2 separate regions of the Xenopus laevis genome follow, and region 2 is linked to region 1. Evidence: chromatin contacts called from public Hi-C data. All regions are on one chromosome and are shown on one strand. Each heading gives the region's core, a stretch centred on a gene start, on an enhancer-like site or on the middle of the called end of the contact. The rest is flanking DNA. Distances are from core to core; before and after follow the strand shown.

Evidence for each region. Hi-C and Micro-C count contacts between places; a contact is called where the count stands out from the background.
Region 2: a contact with region 1 is called in a Hi-C map of the XL177 cell line, with 2.9 times the contacts expected there. The contact joins the promoter of rab11b.1.S here to the enhancer-like site in region 1. A contact is called at or near these places in 2 of 4 Hi-C or Micro-C datasets (the XL177 cell line and the XTC cell line).

The regions. Positions count from the first base shown.
Region 1 is chr1S:92,015,265-92,021,900 of Xenopus_laevis_v10.1, forward strand. No RefSeq gene overlaps it. Among protein-coding and RNA genes, the nearest start is that of angptl4.S, 19 kb to the right of the region's middle. Within about 2 kb of position 1,812, at least 1 of the 7 cell types and tissues checked has an H3K27ac peak or open chromatin away from gene starts, as enhancers often do.
Region 2 is chr1S:92,052,665-92,059,995 of Xenopus_laevis_v10.1, forward strand. rab11b.1.S (RAB11B, member RAS oncogene family, gene 1 S homeolog) reads left to right here and starts at 2,498. Exons shown (of 5, transcript NM_001086663.1): 1 at 2,498-2,662. The coding sequence starts at 2,623.

The sequences.
Region 1 (6,636 bases), core at 562-3,061:
CTTAACTACCAAATGCAACACCACATACAGTACCACATTTCTCACCCACTTAATTCGATCTTGCCCCACTCCCACACCTTGTGTATTACTCCCTTCCCTTTAGAGTGTATGCTCTTTTGCATAGGGCCTTCCTCACCTTTTGTACCGGTATTGATTGTGATGTATGTAACTCCATATATTCTATGTGTATAAATCATGTGATTTAGTTGTATAATCACATTTACTTTACAGCGCTACGCAATATGTTGGCGCTATATAAATACATGTTAATAATAATAATAATAATTATATATATATATTTCAGGATAAAATAGAGGAGCATTCCCAGCTACAAGATTAAGTATGTACAATCCAGTGCAATTTGCACTCCAATTTATTCAAACATGTATTGTCTATGATGAAGGGTATTCCTGAAACGTGTTAGACGTTAATTTCACAGCAGCCATCTGCATTTTTTAATGGATCAGTAAATAATAGTCTTATTTTATGAGGCAGTGTGCTCTACATTGTTTCTTTTTTTGCCTCTGTCAAATATTTATTGTGTCAAAGTTTGGTCCCTCTCAGGAGATCTTTCTCAAGATGTTTATGACCAGCAAGACATCACCACAACCTATAAACCCAGTGGTTCAAACTTGGTGCCAAATACAATTCATGGCATCACAGATTCATTGTATATTTAAGTAGTTAAGTAAGCTGGGTAAGCTCATATTATATACCTCATATATATCATGGCACAAATAAAGTGAAAAGAGGAGCTAAAATACCAATTCCCTGGATAATATACAAAGTAAAATAATAGAACTGTACTGGAGACGTAGCATTACAATACTGTACAGTTCCACTAGATGGGAACCTAACACCGTCATGCAGTTGTCAGAGTTAGGAGCATCATATATTTTGTTGCTGGAGTGAATGGCCCCAGCAATCAGCTAACATTTTATATTGCAATCTAGAAAGAGACGGAAGAGGAAAGCATATCGTTTTAAAAATAAAAAACAAAAACCATGAAGGCAATAGAAATGTTTCTAGTACTATTCTATAAAATAACATAAAATTAAGATAAACTATGCCTTTAAGTCTAAGGGGGAGAATATATAAAAGAAACTGGTCAAAGCCATCATTTCCACGCTTGTCATATGGAATCATGATAATATGACAAGCAACACCACCTTTGAATGTACCGACTAGGACACTGGAGTACCTGAGGCTCACTTAGTGGCATATTTAATAGTGAGAAATGACAAACTTTCATTGTAAATAAGAAATAAAAATTTAATTTGCATTTATTAAAATACAAGTACAATAAATCATTTTACATTTATGCCACTGCAGAGTAGGGTTGCCACCTTTTGCTAGAGACAATTGAAAAAGGGAGTGATGATGTAGAGGAGGGGGCAGGACAAATGGGTGGAGTTATGGTTTAAAAAGAGGTGGGACTCAGGGCCGCTTTAACAATGCAAATTAAAGGGCGTCTGTCCAGGGTCCACTGCTTTTGGGGGCCCACTGCGCCAAAAAATAGAGGGGGCGGGGCGAGACACAGGGAGGGAGGAAGATGGAGGGAGGGGACGCACGCAAGGAGGAAGACGGAAGTAGGGGACACAGGGAGGGAGGAAGATGGAGGGAGGGGAGGTACACAGGGCGTAAGACGGAAGGAGGGGTCACAGGGAGGGAGGAAGATGGAGGGAGGGGGCGCATGCAGGGAGGAAAACGGAAGGAGGGGACACAGGGAGGGAGGAAGATGGAGGGAGGGGAGGCACACAGGGAGGACGATGGAGGGAGGAAACACAGGGAGGCGGGACCGGTTTAAAAAAAGTTGGAGGGCCCACTAGTTGACTCTTTCCACAGGGCCCACCAAGGCCTTAAAACGGCCCTGGTGATACTATGCCACTGATGAGAGCATAAGGCAGTGATTAGATAACTAGTAAGTAGTAAGGGTTCGGGGACTGTCTGGGTAAGAGCAAGATAAGGGAGATTGGCTGGGAATTGGGTCAGTCTGGTACATTTGTGGTATTAGCGCCGGCCTCGGCAGGTATTTTATTGGATAGGCTGGTGAAATGCCAGTGAGGTTGCAACCCTACTGCAGAGCCAATGCATTTTTTCACCAAAAGTAATTTTGCCACTACAATTGTATTGCAAAAATTAGGCACATTACTTGAAATTAAGTGCATTTACCATGTAATGATGCAAACTTTGGTAAAGTTAGTTTTTAAATGTGACCCTATGTGCTGGATTTATTTTATACCACAATGATACATATATATTCCTCTCTCTATATATAAACATAGAAGGAATATCCCGACATAGTATTGCAATCTGAGACAGGTAATCTGACACTTTTGTTTCTCTGCACTTGTTTTTGAGGCCAAACCTATCTCACAGTTTTTTGCACATTCCCTGAAACCACATTTATGCCAAGAATTTGCACTTTCTGTAAATGCTTACTTCATAACAGAAGTAAAAGAATAGGCTCTCTGTATATTATGCTTAGAACAGTATGAAACTTACCTTAAATTCACTGGTGCTTTGTTATTCACATAAAGGAAAATAATACAAATGTCATCAGCCTTGCTGCTACCAGCACAGTAAGCAAAGCAGGCCTCACTTACTACATGGGCAGGGTGCAAAGTGCAAACAAACAGGTCTTTCCTGCATTTTGCACCCTGTGGTACACTTAAATTGGCCATACACGGAGAGATCCGCTCGTTTGGCGATGTCGCCAAACGAGCGGATCTCTCTCTGATATGCCCACCTTGAGGTGGGCAATATCGGGCTGATCCGATCGTGGGCCCTAGCGAATGGGAACGGGTGGTCGGGATGCGGGACCGCATCAACGAACATATGCGGCCGCGATCCGACATTTTAAGATCACGGCCGCGATCCGACGGGATTTTTAGTCCCATCCGATCGAGATCTGGTCGACTTTCGGCCAGATCTCGATTGGGGAAGCCCGTCGGGGGGGCCTGATACACTGGCCAATAAGCTGCCGACTCGGTCTGTTGGCAGCTTTTATCGGCCCGTGTATGGCCATCCTTAGCGCCTAGAGATGCAGGACTTTGCCATTCATAATGGAGCATAAAGACCTGCAACTAAAGGTCCCCATAGACACAAAGATCTTTCGTTGGTGAATGAACGATTTCAGTGCAATCCGACCAATTCTTCAAATATCATGAGGTTAGCGGGAATCAAACGATTGTCATCTTATGATTTTTAGTCCATCTGTCAGAAAATTGATCTGCCAGGTTAAAACATTTTTTTTTAGTCCCAGTGCAAGCTATCTATGTTTGCAGGGCCAAGCAGGCAGCTACCCTCAGTTTTCCTGGCAGTATTACTTGAATAGTCTTTTTAGTTGATGGACAAATCGTACATTTAAACAATCGTTTCGAGATAATCGTGGTCTCACGGTAATGAAAAGATCTTTTAAAAATCTTTACATCTATGGCCAGCTTTACAGATGAATACAGCACAGCCTCTTCCTCTCTATACAAGTCAGATATTACATAGTTAATTTAGGTTTAAAAAAGACAAAATTTGATCAAATTCAAATTAATCTCAGTTAATATTTTATAGATATATACACATACCTATACAGAACTATCTATGCACATATATAAATATATAATATATATAAACTGTATATACTGATATCTTCTATATACTAAAATAATTGTAGATCTTAAAGGAGAAATTAAGCTCGACTGTCGATTTAGGCCTCCAAAAATGCTCCAGTAGCTCCCCATCTTCTTTTCTGTTGATTCACTGCACATGCTCTGTGCTGCTCTCAGTTACTGAACTTAGGAACCAACTTACAATATACTGTATATACAGAATATAAATGTCATAATAAGGCTGATTAGTAATTAATACAGATAATTACTACATGGCAGCCCATAAACCAGTGCAACTAGCATCAGCATAAATTATAAGCCTTGTAGCATCATCTTATATTACAGACCAACCTCATTTTCTGCTTGATAATTAGTGACGACCTCTAAGCTTATCTTCTCAACAGCTGCTCAGAGCCCACTGAGCATGTGAGTGTCACAGACACTTTCCAAGATGGTGATCTCCTGAGACTGGTTTGAAGTCCTGGATCATTGCTGCTATTGAGAAGCTGAAACTTTATTTTTCATACCGGCCCAGTTCAAACCTGTGTTTAGGGAGCAATGGTGGGCACAGGATGCACTCAGAATGCCTGGTCTCTATATTCAAATACCTTCAAAGCATAACATCTCATAAAGGTAACCCCATACAGTGAGTATATTGTTGCAAATATAGATTCATAATAATATATTATTAGTAAAGATATTTTATACAGATGCAAAGATAATTTTTATTCTAAACCAGTGTCAGAAAAGCAATGACCTGATAAAAAACCAAAAATTTTTTTGTTGATTTAATTAATTTTTGTTTATAGGATATTCTTAGTATTTGAGGCTGCACTGCCTTGAGTTAATAATAGAAGCAGATTGTGAAACAACTGCAGCTCTATTTATTGTGTTTATTCATGGAACTGCACTACCAGTCATGTTAGATAAAATATTTGTTGGCGTGACATGCAGCTTATACAAAAAAAACAGGAGTTTGGAAAAACACAGTTAAAACAGTCAGTTATAGACTATAATTTTCCAGTAGATACGGAATGAAAAATATCAAGGTTGGATTTCATCCTGCAAAGCTTCTTGGGCAGATCTTAAAATGTCAATAGATTGACTATTCTTTGAAGGGCTGTGGTTCGCTTCCAAGGGGTTGTCCAAACACTTTTTTTCAGTTCAGTTGTTTTCCGATGATTCATCAGAAATAAAGACTTTTTTCAAGTACTTTCCATCTTTTATGTTTTACCTTTTTTAAATTATATATTGTGTTTCCTGGCCGGCCACTGTTTTAGTGATTGTATAATAAATTCTATTTTTAAATATATTGGTTTTTGCAATCCACCTTCTATTTATTTATTGTCTTCAGATCTGTAGCATCCGTCACCTTGCCCGTACTGTTTTCGTACCATGATGTGCCCTTTTCACTTAGAGGGTTCCTAAGGGTCTGTCTTCATTTAAAGGACTCCTTTAAGTATATACTGTAGTTACTGGTTCAAGCTTTTCACTACACTCCATGAAGTTCATGCTACCACCTTGTAGATTTATGAATTGATCATCAGTCTTTCACCATCAGAGTAAGGACTTGGGGATACTGGGAGTTGTAGCTTTAATGCTGCTGTTATACCAGCATTTTCTTTACCCCAGGCTCAACTATTTATTTTTAGCTCAAAAGGTTATAAAAATGGCAACATATCATAAAGTATGGTCATGTGTTTTTAATTTCATTTATCAACAGCACATGAGAAGCAACATGACTCTCCCTTCGCAATAAACACATAGTATCCAAAGTGTGTAAGGTGTGTGACTTGCTGATCATGTGCCCCGGATACCCTTAAGCTGTGGGCAACTCCCTGCAGTGTGTAAGGGTAATGGCCCTTACCCTCAGATGAATCCTGCTTGCCTTCTGTTACACAGACCTACTAGATTGTAATGAAGAGCAGGCATATTGCTTCTTTAAAAATTAACGGGTTTATTGAACACATCAGACCGTCTTGATCAGAGCATTTCAGGCAGACAATGGAAAACCTTGACACTTTAGGATGTCGCAAATAGATCCCTCTAAGGGTGTAGCACAGCCTCTCTTGGTGATGTTCCCCAGCACTAGGAATCCCACGGGACATCTTGCTCCTTCGCTCTTTCCCTGCTCCTGAGCTCACCCACTAGTGTCCCTGTATGGCAGCTTGATCATGATAAGGGTGCTAACCCCAATTGGAGCCAGAAAGCTGCTCACTAGCTAATTTGCTGCTACCTTTCGATCCAAAAGTGACTTTGACATAAAACTACTACCACTAAATAAACTTTCCCTTAATTGGGGCCTGATACTGTCCAGACCCAATACTGCACTCACCTCCCCTCATGGTGGGAGTTCAGGAAGAGTCTTAAGCATGTGCTCTCCCTTCTTTTAAACACATCCTCTTACTGGGCAAACTTTGAACTACAATGGACACAGGAAAAGGGACATAGCTGCCCGGGTGAATCAAAGGAGCACTTTGGTGTTCAAATACAGGAGAAACTGCGTAAAAAATACCTAAACCTCAGGGGACAGTGTGAAGTCCTGTCCCTTTTGTTACCCAAAATAATCATTGGGAATACATGTTCTGTATATATTATGCTTGGCTTTGCTCCACTGATCACAAGTTTTATTTAACTATCAAGGTCCGCACTTTTCTCTATTTCCAATAAAAAGGCATGGGGAATGTTTCATTTGTTTTCATTGGAATGGTGCCTACTGGAGAAATGCTGTTTACAACTGTTAGGGCACGATACATATCCATGAAGACATAACATGGGTGCACTCTAGTATTTTCCTCTTTTACAGTACAAACAGCAGACATTACAACATTAAGCCAAGATTTAAGGACAACTTTTTCAAAATTAACTGAACTCGTATAACCTCTTCCTGGCAGTGGGGGCAGAATCTAGTACTGGTCAGCATTAAGGTGGTAATTCCATAAAGCTTCAGTACTTTCTTTTATCCACTGGCAAACATAGTGTGAGGAACTTACCTGGTGGTCTAGTGGGGGGACGGCAGCGACGCCTACCG
Region 2 (7,331 bases), core at 1,248-3,747, 38 kb after region 1:
AGTGAGTTTGCAATTGATCCTTAGCATGCAGCTCAGATTCAAAAGCAAACAGTTATGACCTATGTGGCCCCCTCAGGTCACTGATTGGTTACTGCCTGGTAACTAATCAGTGGAAGCCAAGAGAGCTACAATGCATATTTTATTATGAGTACATTAAGAGGCACATTTATCAAGGGTCAAATTTCGATTTCATATGAGTTGTTTTAAAACTCCCATGAACTCGAAATTCGACCAATCGAAATTTATTATTAAAACAAAATTTCTAAAACTCGGATGAATAGAATCGACCGGAAAACTCGAATAAAATTCGATTCAAATTAAAAAAAACTCGATTCTCCAAAACAAAACTTTAATTTCAGGAAGGCTGCAAACAACTCAAAATTGATTCCTGGCCCTCTCCCATTTACTTAAAACAGCAATTTGGCAGGTTTTAGATGGCAAATAGTGGAATTCGAGTTCTTAAAGGGTCAGAGTATGATAAGTCTCAAATTCAAATTTTTATAAAAACTGAATTCTAATTTGAATACCTGCCTAGTCTAATTTGACCATAAAAAATTTGAATTTTCAATGTGACCCTTGATAAATCTGCCTCTAAGTTTTAAGGGGCACATATATAAATAATCATACAGTTATGGTAAGAAAAAACTGTGCATAATTGCAACTAATGGTGCTGGCCTATCAAATGTCACTCCATCTCCTTTTATTAGTTAGTGGTTAGTATATACTATGACATCCTTGAACCAATGTATGTGGGCTTTCCTTTAGCAAAAGTAAATGAATATTGATTTCTTCCAATTATAAGTGTCACCCAGACACAAAAAGCTGTATAATAAAAGTCCTTTTCAAATCAAACATGAAATCCAATTTCTATTTTTTATTAAAGCATTCATAGCGGTTGTAAGTTCATTTAAACATCTCAGCTGACAATCAAATATTGTCTGTCCCGCCTCTATGCCCGGCAGACAGTTACTTTCACTTTCCATTCAGCACTACCTAGAAATCTCTGCTCTCCCCACATTCCCCCGTTCTCTTCACTGTTTAATTGTGTAGCCAGGGCATGGGGATGGACATCAGGTCCCCCATTCTAGTGCACAAACAAGATTCTTGATGCAAAGCTTGTCTTAATAAAAGTGTCCACAAAATGGCTCCTGCCTGCTTGCTATAATTTTGAATTCCCAGACTGAAGGAAACAAGATTCAATTAATTTATATAGTGTAATTAAAGTTCATTTTGCTTGACTGATGTGATAAAATAGGATTATGAACAATTTTTTTGGGTGACGGGTCGCCTTTAAGGAATAAATGCACACATGTAATATATAACATGTTTTTAAAAAAAATTATTTTAGGAAAAATACTTCAAAATAGCATTTGTCATATCTGAGTGACATTTGGCAAACAATTATCTTGCGTATATTTTCTAAATTAGTTCAACTAGTTCAGCTATATAAAAAACACATACAGGTAAGTGGCGGTGTCTTAGTTTATTGAGGATTTGGAAGCTGCCACCACCTTATATTGTATTTAGGCGTTGACTGAAGTCCTTCAGAGTTGTACAGCCACAAATGAATTAGTAACATGTGAGGAAATAATAAGGAAGCAGGAAAACAAGTCAGAAATGTTGGTCACATCCCTTCACCAACATTGCTCTTTGGTTTAGGGCAGTGATCCCCAACCAGTAGCTCGTGAGCAACATGTTGCTCTCCACCCCCTTGGATGTTGCTCTCGGTGGCCTCAGAGCAGGTGCTTATTTTTAAATTGCTGACTTGGAGGCAAGTTCTGGTTGCATAAAATCCAGGTGTAATGCCAAAAAGAGCCTCAATGTAGGTTGACAATCCACATAGGGGCTGCAAAATGGCCAATCACAGCACTTATTTGGGACCCCAATAACATTTTTAATGTTAATGTTGCTCCCCAACTCCTTTTACTTCTGAATGTTGCTCACGGGTTCAAAAGGTTGGGGATCCCTGGTTTAGGGTATGTGGCGATTATGTGCACACCCCATAACGATAGAAAACCTGTACAGAATAAATACATGTACATTCAATGACTAAGCTGAATGAGGTACTGGAGGAGAGCAGGAGAACAATGGTTTGTTTATGAAACTAATGCTGTGCAGCAGGAAAAACAGTGGCAAAGGAATGCAGAACTATCCGAGCCCAGACCACATACCACTCCTCAATGGATAGAAGCCCACATAACACAACCCATACCTGCAGCTCGTTATCAGTCTCTCCCATTGGCCAATTGGCCTATCGATCACATCTCGCCGAGCTGTTATTGGTTTAACCTACGCGGTACGCCTTTCCTGCAACTCGACTAGCCAGTAATATCTTCATTTTTTTTATCCCTTCCGTTTCGTCATAAACGCTACATGAAAGGCTGTCACCCTGGTCACTTATGAATTTAACCCGCCCTTCAAGGGGAGAGGAAAGAGCCTAGCCCTGCTGTTATTGGCTCTCGTGACTCTCATTTAATCCGTCTGTTTTAGTGTTGTGGTTTAGGATTGGGTATTTCGCCGGTCGTTCAAACATTTTGTTCTGCCTCTGAATTTAGTGTTAGTATCGCTGTTTCACCTGGACGGTCGCTGGTTTGTTAACCGGGAGAAGATCTCTAGGAAAAAATGGGAGCCAGAGATGACGAATACGATTATTTATTCAAAGGTATTATGAGATTGTGCGGGTTGGGGCGAATGTTTGAATTGCATTGACTAGGCCGCTGTGCCTTGGCCTTTGGTTAATGGAGTTTTCCTGTACTAGAATTGGGCTCTGTTAGAGGACGAGGCTGCGTTAGAGACGAGATAACCTGCGTTGTATGTGCAATAGCCTGAGGTATTAGAACTAGTTTACAGCCCCTCCCCCTGTTTTGGGAGTTGTAGCCCTTCAGCATTTGGAAGGCCGCAGGCTGGACACTATGATAAATGTGTGCATTGAGCTTATTTCAAAATACCAGTCTCAGGAGGGCAAGTGAAGCAGAACAAACACTTTGCCACAGTGTGTTTGATCATCTAAAACCTCTTGTAGGATCCCCTCTTACCTTAACCTGCTGGCTGCTTGTGTACATGTATGGGACCTGTTGTCCAGAATGCTCTGGACCTGGGGTTTTCCAGATTACTGATCTTTCTGTAATTTGGATCTTCATACCTTAAAGGAGAAGGAAATCTATTGGGGCATTTTATTGCCTATAGATTAGCCACAATAGTGCAAGCTAGAATGCTATATTTATTCTGTAGAATGTTTTACCATACCTGAGTAACCCGCTCTAACAGCTCTCTGTTTGTTTAGGATAGCAGCGGCAGTATTAGCTTGCTGTGACATCACTTCCTGCCTTAGTCTCTCCCTTCTCAATTATAGCTCTGGGCTCCGATTACAGCAGAGAAAGAGGGGGTGAGGAAAGAGGAGCAAACTGAGCATGGTCACGCCTGGGGCAATGAGGTTTAAGCTGAAGGCAGGAAGTCTGATACAGAAGCCCATGTGTACACAATAGAAGGAAAGAAATGCAGTGTTGCTTTTGACAGATTTACGTTTTAACCTTTCCTTCTCCTTTACATCTACTAGAAAATCATGTAAACATTAAATAAACCCAACAGACTGTTTTTGCTTTCAATAGGATTATGTATATCATTGTTTGCATCAAGTACAAGGTACTGTTTATTATAGAGAAAAAGGAACTATGTAACTATTTAAATAAAATGGAGTCTATGGGAGATGGACATTCTGTAATTCTGAGCTTTCTGGAAAATGAATCCCATATCTGTATTTAACTGGTTCACGGACATGCTTTAGCTTAAAAATACAAACTACAAGGAAAAGCACTTTCCCTGCTGATGCATTACGATTTTGCCCAATTTTGGAGGTGTGCCTGATGCCCAATAGCTTTGTCACACTTCGTGTGACTTCATTTAAAAATGTTTGTTCTGCTTCACTTGCCCTCCTGTGCATGGTATTTTGAGATCAGCTCTGCAGTATGACCTTATATCTCTTCCAGAATCCCTGCACCTTATCATTGCATTTTGGTAGCAGCGCATTTACATATTGAACTGTTATGTGTAAGGATGCTAGTACTAATAATACCTGTACAATATCAAAACTAAAAAAACTTTCTTCTTGAACAGCTTATGACTACCTCAGATACACTTCTTGAAAAGTGCTTTTGTTCACTAACGGTGACTAAATATTCTGTATGCAAGCAGTGTAATGGGACAAAGCTGTAAGAGGACGTTGGCATAGGGTAGGACTCGCGCGCACACACAACTCCTTTAGAGAATGAGGATCTTTATTGTCGCATGGTATCTTCAAAATTACAGGTTTTCCTCAAAGTCTAGATGGAAGCCAGCCTGCACCTAGTGGTTCTGCCTGTAAATGATGCCAGGGTTGGGCACTGCTATAGCTGGTTACTGGAACATGTGGGTACAGCTGTGATTGTTTACAGCCGGGCCATCTCTGTGATCTTCCATGTATATATAAAAAGAAAGACTAACAATTTAGATATCTTGTTAGCCAGCTTTGTAAGCCATAAAAGGAACCCTCCCTGTCGTAAACACAAAACAGGGTTTGAGTCTTTCTGCCAACCACAAATGCAGCTTCCAGAGGGGCCAATTAACATTACTTTTTGAGTGGGCCATTATAGGTACCAATCCAGCCCTGAATTATGATAGTGCCAATCACAGCTAAGACTGCTTGAACAATGAGGTGCCCAGTTTAGTCTGCATATAGAATCCAGACCGTGCACAAATCTTGGGTATTTTGTTATAGAGGGTCCTGGGATTGTTTGCCCTCACAGTGGGGGTCAAATACCAAAGAATGCTGTCTGGCTACACTTAGCATTAAACAGAGCAAAGGTTATCGGTTGCATACCATTTGTTGGAGCAATGTGGGGGGGGGGATATTAATATACGTTCAAGCATAATGCTATATAATAAGCTATATTATCACAAGCACTACCAATGGATCTTAAGTTGGCCATACATGGGCTGATAAAAATTAATTGCTTCCTTTCCAGACTCTGTACTTTATAGGCCTGTGTATTGGACCTCAGGAGGTTTGGCCTGGTGAAACCCTGGATAAGCTGAATCCTTATTGGAAGCAAAGCCAGGTTATTGGGTTTATTTAATGTTTAAATGATTCTCTAGTAGAGGTAAGGTATGATAATCCAAATTACGGAAAGATCCATTATCTGGGAAACCCCAGGTCCCGATCATTCTGGATAAGCGGTCCCATACCTGTATAACGTTTATGGCTACCTTGGGCAGACTTGGATCCAAAAAAAATCTTTTAAAGGGTCACATTTAGTCCATATTTTGAGTCCACATACATGTCATCGTAGTGTGAGCCAAGGGGTTCCTGACCAAATGGACCTGAAATGGGAACTTTAATTGAAAATCCTCAAAACTACTCATATGAAATGGTTTATCTGTAGCATACTTTGGATTTTATGAATTACAGTATAATTTAAATGTGACCTTCCCCTTTAGGGCCAGGGCACACTGTTATTTCGGGAGATTAATTGCCCAGCGACAAATTGCTTCTTCTTCGATCCACTAATCTCCTCAAACTGCCTTCCTGCCGGCTAGAATGTAAATCGCCGGAGGAATGGCAGTCGGATTGCTTCGGCATTCCGAAGTCGCTTGCATATCGCCAAAATACTGCAGGGAAGATAAGTATTGAACATGTCAACCTTTTTTTCAGTAAATATATTTCTAATAGGGCTATTGACATGAAATTTACACCAGATGTCGATAACAACCCAAGTAATCCACACATACAAAGAACTCAAACAGTCCATAAATTGTGTAATAAAGTGGAATGACACGTCATAAGTATTGAACACATAACAAAAGGAGGTGCAAAAAGGCATGGAAAGCCAAGAAACCTGCTGAAATCTGTCCGTAAAGCAATCCTACCCCCTATCTGTGAAAATTATCAGCTGGTTTCGTCCTAATTGACTATAAAAAGATTTCTTTTTCATTACTAAGGTATCACACAAAAAGCATCTCATGGATAAAAGCAAAGAGCTCTCTCAAGACTTTCGCAGTCATTGTTGTGAAATATACTGATGGCATTAGTTACACACATTTCTAAGCTTCTGAATTTTACCGTGAGCACCATTGGGGCCATAATCCGGAAGTGGAAAGAACATTATTCTAAACTCTAAATTGGCCATGACCAGATGCTCCTCGAAAGATTTCTGACAGAGGAGTCAAAAGAATAACCAGTAGAGTTGTCCAAGAATCGCTTGTGTAGAGCTTCAGAAAGAGCTTGAATTAGCAGGTACTCTTGTTTCAAAGAAAACATTAAGCAATGCACAGGCTACATTGCCTCTATGCATACTCAACGTGCGAGACCCAACTGCAGAAGAAAAAGCATGTTGAAGTCCGTTTAAAGTTTGCTGCACAACATTTGGACAAGCCAATGAAATTCTGGAAGAATATATTCTGGTCAGATGAGACCAAAATTGAAGTCTTTGGACGTCATTGCACACACCATGTATGGAGGAGAAATGGCATTACACATCACCACAAAAACCCCATATTAACAGTGACGTTTGGAGGTGGGATCTTTCTGGTGTGGGGCTATTTTCATATAATTGAAGGAAGGATGAATGAAGAAATGTACCAGGACATTCTTGATAAGAAGCTGCTGCCACCTACCAGGATGCTGAAGATGAAAAGAGGGTGGACATTTCAGCAAGGCAATGATCCCAAACACACAGCCAAAAAAACTGTGCATTGGTTTCAGAGAGAAAATAAAGCTGCTAGAATGGCAAGCATTTAGTAGCTCCATACAGGGGGTGTTTTGAAGCTGTCATTACCAATAAAGACTTTTTGTAATAACCTGCCTGGAGTTGAATTGGGGACCTGGTGCTCTTGTGCCGTCTGCATTGCCACTGCTCTATGTGAACAGTCGGCTAAGGCCCTGGTTTACTCAGGCTATGCTTTGTAACTGCAAGTAAGAATAGCTTGTTTCACCTGTTGCCAATCTGGCCACAGGTGATCTGTGAAAGCCATTAGTCTGGTTATAAAATCAGATACACTGATCTGACTCATTGCCCAACGTAGGTCTATTTCTGGGTGTGATTCTCATCTGATTTTCTGTTCCTAACCGACTCTTGCCTGTTTGACCACTCTTTTGGATCCTAACTTTGTACTGTGTTACCGATTTGGTTTTTGACCCCGGCTTGTTTATCCTGACTACACTCTTGGCTCCTGTTTTTGGTACTGTCACAGCCTGTTCCACGATTTTACTCTCTGTTTCCCAGAGACTTGAGGGGAGGTCACATGGGTCATATCTGTTGCTTTTGAATCTGAGCTGAATGCTGAGAATCAATTGCAAG